2 separate regions of the Sus scrofa genome follow, and region 1 is linked to region 2. The links are chromatin contacts, called in public Hi-C maps. All regions are on one chromosome and are shown on one strand. The core of a region is the stretch at or near the end of the contact, and the rest is flanking DNA. Distances in the headings are between cores, read along the strand shown.

Evidence for each region. Hi-C and Micro-C count contacts between places; a contact is called where the count stands out from the background.
Region 1: a contact with region 2 is called in a Hi-C map of embryonic fibroblasts, with 2.3 times the contacts expected there. The contact joins two enhancer-like sites. A contact is called at or near these places in 2 of 47 Hi-C or Micro-C datasets (embryonic fibroblasts and retroperitoneal adipose tissue) and 1 of 2 datasets of contacts at active chromatin or transcription factors (alveolar macrophages).

What each region holds. Positions count from the first base shown.
Region 1 is chr15:17,855,484-17,858,208 of Sscrofa11.1, forward strand. The region is part of intron 1 of MGAT5 (alpha-1,6-mannosylglycoprotein 6-beta-N-acetylglucosaminyltransferase A); the gene reads right to left. It also overlaps the pseudogene LOC100152750. Among named protein-coding and RNA genes, the nearest start is that of MGAT5, 62 kb to the right of the region's middle. Within about 2 kb of position 1,363, at least 23 of the 83 cell types and tissues checked have an H3K27ac peak or open chromatin away from gene starts, as enhancers often do. A contact at or near this core is called in alveolar macrophages and embryonic fibroblasts, where this site is marked.
Region 2 is chr15:17,639,137-17,641,836 of Sscrofa11.1, forward strand. It overlaps MGAT5 (alpha-1,6-mannosylglycoprotein 6-beta-N-acetylglucosaminyltransferase A), which reads right to left. Exons shown (of 17, transcript XM_021075187.1): 11 at 2,224-2,357. Among named protein-coding and RNA genes, the nearest start is that of MGAT5, 280 kb to the right of the region's middle. Within about 2 kb of position 1,360, at least 33 of the 83 cell types and tissues checked have an H3K27ac peak or open chromatin away from gene starts, as enhancers often do. A contact at or near this core is called in alveolar macrophages and embryonic fibroblasts, where this site is marked.

The DNA.
Region 1 (2,725 bases), core at 113-2,612, 220 kb after region 2:
GAACTCATCTGTGATACAGCTCTCACGTTATAAATGTCAATGACAGCCAGTCTGCTGCATTGGGAACTCTTCCAACAGGTTGACACCAGCCCAACTCCAGGGCTCTGGAGGAGGTTGACAGACAGCTGCTCTTTCAGTAGTTATTTCGAAAGGAGCCAAAATGCCCTTCCAAAGACAGCTAGGTATGGCACACTGAAGGGGGAAGGTGACCTCTCTGGCAAAAGTTAGGCACAGCCCAGGAGTGCCACATGATGCCAGCACGTCTGCCTGCTCCACAAAGACTATCAACCCCACACAGTGCAAGGAAAAAAAAAAAAATACAGCATAGGAGAGGCAGAAAGACATTCATCCTTTCCGGAGCATAAGACATCACACCTGAGCACGAGGAGATGCAGACCTTGCTCTGAGTCTCCAGGACACCAGCTGGCCACAGCCACAGCTGCTATGCCTGGCAACTCTTGGAGGGCAGTGAACGGACTTTCCTATCTGTCAACAGTACACGAGCTTCACAAAAGAACCTTGAGGACGGATTATTCAACTGTCTGGACCCTGAAATGAAGCCCATGCCATGGAAGTCATATGTGCGATGTGGGAGTGGGGATGTATATATGATAGATTAAATATGCTTGTTCCAGGGGGGAAAAATGTAATTATAATGTATACATGTAAGGATAACCTGACCCCCTTACTGTACAGTGGGAAAATTTAAAAAAATTTAAAAAATTAAAAAAAAGAAAAAAAAATATGCTTGTTCCATCTCAGACAGAAGTCCCATGTCTTTAGAGATGCAAAATCTCTTTGAGGGTCTCAAAGGAACACTTCTTGTTTCTCCCATCAGACAAACTCTCAAGGTGACAACAAGAGAGAAGCCTCTGATAAAAGTCACATGGTCAGGTGATTTTCGACTTCTAACTAAGGATTTTTTTCACATCAGACATTCATCTGCTTGTGAGTTGCTGGGGTGAGTTTTTTTCCCTGTGATGTTTTTAGAGACAAAGTTTGTTCAAAGACCCACACACATAAAAGAAACAAGAATTATGAATGTTTAATGTTTCATTCCACTGGCCCCATAACCTTCACACCCAAATCCTATCTGCCTAGAAAATCCAAATATTCTGCTCCCAAGCTGAATGTCTAATTTTACCAAGGTGACTCTCAAAGGTAGCTTGGACAGTGGTTTTAAGCATTAAAGACTATTCACACAGTTAAACAAGTCAGTACTTAGCACACTGCTTCCTCCAAAATGCATGTTCATAAATGATGGCTTAGGAAAATGTACTCCGTGAACAACAGTTCTTTGATGGGGACACAGTTCAGAGATTGTGCAGTCATTATGAGTCACCCGCTCCAGTTTATTGGCTTTGCTTACGTTCACATCCTGATCCTCTGTGTCAGGTCTGGACCGAGCTGTTCTGAAAGGGCCAGCCCTTCTACCCAAGAGTAATTGGCCATGATCCAGCATACATTTATGTTTGATAAGGACTGAATAAAGGTAATAAATGGCTTTCTGCTGCACTCACTTTACTAATTCTAGAGAGATACAATATCCTCGCCCAATTAACCCAAAAGATCAGTTCCACCAGGCCTTAACCAGATAGCGAGAGACGTCCATTCCCTGAGGATTGAGTTGCACTGGTGGAGCAGCTCCCTGGCCTTTTGGGACTGTAGTGTATTTTTATGGTTCTAAATGCTAACATCCGACTCAACTACCCGGTCCTTTCCCTCATAAGGGTAAATACCCCAGGTCTGTGGTTAGCCCAGTTAAGTATTTGCTTACTACAGTACCTACATGGTCTAATAGCTCTGCCTCCAACAGCCCCCTTTAGTAATCACTTCTATAATCACAAGGACAAAGATATTTTTAAGTTTCTGCCCCTTAAGAACTTGATCAATTGCAAACAGATTTAACAAAGAGCTTCTATGAACTATGCCTTTCACATTTTGGAACCCAACTGCCTTTTAAAATATCTAAAAGTAGCTAGGTGAGAGGCCCTATCACTTCACAACACCCCAGGGCATTTGTCTAAAAAATTCTATTATCTCACTTTTTAGGATCCAAATCCATCCATTATTAGTTCAGCAGGAATAAGGCTACATTCGGCAAAGATGGAGCATCTACATAAAAAACTACTTTTTGTTCTGAGTCTCAGGAGGCATCAGACCAAAGCTTTTACCAATCCTAATGCTTTATGGACTAAACTACATGAATATATACACCCAGTCTCAAATATATGTATACACACAATTTTAAAAATACATAGCTCTATGACAAAAAAACCAAGGTGTTTGCAATATGATAAAGCCAACTGAATTACAAGCCTGTTCATTCAAACGTAACAGATTACTTGTAGCTACTTCACTTTGAAGAATAAGCAAACCAGAAAACCAGTATAAAGCCATTTTAGCAGTATATCTACCATGTGACTCCCCCCCCTCCCCTTTTTGGCACCTGTGGCATGCAGAATCCTGGGCCAGAAATCGAACCTGTGCAATCCAAGCTGCTGCAGCAACAATGCTGGATCCTTAACCCACTGTACCATAAGAGAATTCCTATGTGCTTCTGATATGGCTAATATTTTCCCTCTATAAAACTTCTTTATTAAAAAAAAAAAAGAAAAAGGGGGAGATGGGACATGTCCTTTTAACAGATACAGTGTTTCTGATATTCACGAAGCTCATGAGCAGAGAATTATAAAATTGAAAGAGAGCTCAGTAGAGGGGGAGG
Region 2 (2,700 bases), core at 110-2,609:
GTTTCAGAAAAAGAAACTAAATTCTCATACACTGTGCTATGTTCAAAGCCTGAGATGATGTCCTGACTTTATGTGAAAATTTTACAGTATTTTTCATCATTTGGGGTCTTTTCTCATCAAAGAATGCTGGAAAGTAATGTATTAAAATGTATACAACACCCCGGATATTTGGTATTCAGAGAAATTCTAATGTAGACACACAGCTACTCAGCCTTTTCGAACACTTGGGTGACACACAGCACATGGAATATCAGGTCACCTATTTTTCTAATGTTTATATTTAGAAAGAGTCATGTCAAATTCCAAATCACATCCCAAATCACTTGGGCCAAGACGGTTAATACTTTTGGAATTCTGACTAACAGCAAGGAAATCATCCCTTTACTGGCAGTTATGACTTTGCCCCCAAAAAAGGTGACCAAAAGTTTTCAGAATGAATTTATTGTTTTGTTTTTCTAGGGAAATTCAGGAAGTTGCCGGGAACACCTAGGAGGAAGCCGCACTTGTTTGCAGAACAGAAATGTGTACCTTCAAGGACAAGTCCACATGGCCATGCAAACTACCTTTTTTGTTTGTTTTTTTGAGCAGGTGCAGGGGGAAGAAGGGAGTTATATGCTTTTTAAGAGGCCACATCTTGCTAAAACCAGTGCCATGATCCTTTCATTTACAACAGAGCTGAGAATGAGAACATTCAATGTCCCCTTTATAACCCAAGTTCACCAGACTGTCAGCTGAAAAATGCTCTGTTCATACAGGGCCGGTTTCGACACAAAGGAAGCAAAGATGTATAAATTCACGAGAACATCTTAGATAATGATTTATAATCTCAACTGATTTCCTTTTACACAAGAGGAGAAAATGTGGAATAATATATAAGGAAATGAATCTTACTTGACCAGCCCTAGTTTCTTAACCTCGGCACTACTGATACTTTGTGCCAGATACGTCTTTGTTGTAGGGTTGTGCCATGCACTTTGGATGTCTAGCTGCATCCCTAACCCTCACCTGCTCACCTCAGATGTCAGGGGAATCTCCCTTCAGTCATGACAACCAAAATTGTCCCCAGACATTGCCAGATGTCCCCTGGGGGGAGGGGAGGTGTCAAACTGTCCCCAGTGGAAAAGCACCGTACTAAACTAAGACAGACTTCTAGCTGTTACAGCCAAGATAGTTATCTGGAAATAAACCAGCTTTCCTGGAAAGAAGCTGATGTGTTATCCCTTCTACATAGTTAGCATTTCAGAACTGAAAAAAGGGTAGCAATGCTTTCCCTTTTCTGAACACAAGGTCAGACAACCAGGAGCAGGGAATTCTTCCCTGTACCTTGTGTGTGCTCCCCCAGCAGTCAGATTTTCTAACTTCCTCAGTAAGGGAGACATGGTAACAGGAAACTACAGTTTCCGCTCTTTCCAGAAAGTGATTAATGTTTACGTTTAGAAAGAGGCATGTTTTCAAAGTCCTGGAGACTGTTCTCATACAAACACATCCCTGAAAAAAACATTACATTTGTATACTAAAGTGGACTTTACACATAAAAAGATTTGCATGTCATGTCAATGGGGTACACCCCAATCTAGTTCCTCTTCCATAGGGACCCTTCCCAGATGTGCCTTGGAAATCACCCAGGAGGATGGACCAAGGGGCCCTCCAGGGCCCAACAGTCCAACGTTTTCAGAAAACTTGGCTTGGCCTGCCTTGCTTGTTTGGCTTGTTCCAAACAACAAGAATGTTCTTTCAACCAAGACATCCCCAAGCAGGCCTCTCCCTTCTCCGGTCTGTTGAGTACTGACCACAGCTGAGAGGATGTGAGGGCCACTGCCCTCCCCAGGCAAAGGGAACTGTCCACCATTGCAAACCCTTTCACAGAGGGTAGAGGAAATGAGTCACCTGGCAAGGATCTCTCTGTGCAATGCCTTGCTCCAAAAAGGTGTCTAGCCCCTGTGGGGCCCTGGCTTCTGGAAGCAAGCACAGGATGTGAAAGAAGCTGGAATGCATCTCTTCCAACATGCAAACAGTGGGGGACTCTGCTGTGCAGCCCCTGGACAGGTGAGAGGTACAGCCTTTATGAGACAGCTGAACAATGACCCACCCAACTTGTCTACTTCTAAGCAGACCCCATTAAGTCTCAGGCACTTGGCTTGACTACTCCCTGGATCAAAGTTAAATGGAATTAGCCAACAAGCTTCTTTTGAGAGCGAGAGACAGGCACATGGGCTGACTCACCTTCCAGAAGTTATCCACTTTGCCATACACAAGGGACTGGTTCTGCCTCTTGATTTCATTAATGTGGTGGATGTCGCTGGAGTTCAGGTGCTGTTCGACCACAAACCCCAGGAAGCTGTTGTCTGGGGTATGAGCTGGTGTGGAAAGAACAGCACAGGACAGTTAAGATTCAATCAGTCAGAAGACATGACAACTACAAATTTAATGCCAGCCAACTTGCACAGAATTAAATGCTTTCATTTCACCTTGTTCTTTCTTACCTAGAGGGGCGAGGGGTGGCTCACTCCCACACAGCCCCGGCTAAACCTGCACAGGAGAACAAGTCTCTCCAGGATGGATTAACCCAAATCCAATCCTGCTTTTTTTTCAGTAGAAAGGACAACTATTTAAAAACTATTCACCTGGGTTCTCCCCTCCTTCCTGTTTCCCCAGCTACAAGGCTGCTATCTCCTGACAGAAATGCCCTCCTGCAGGTTT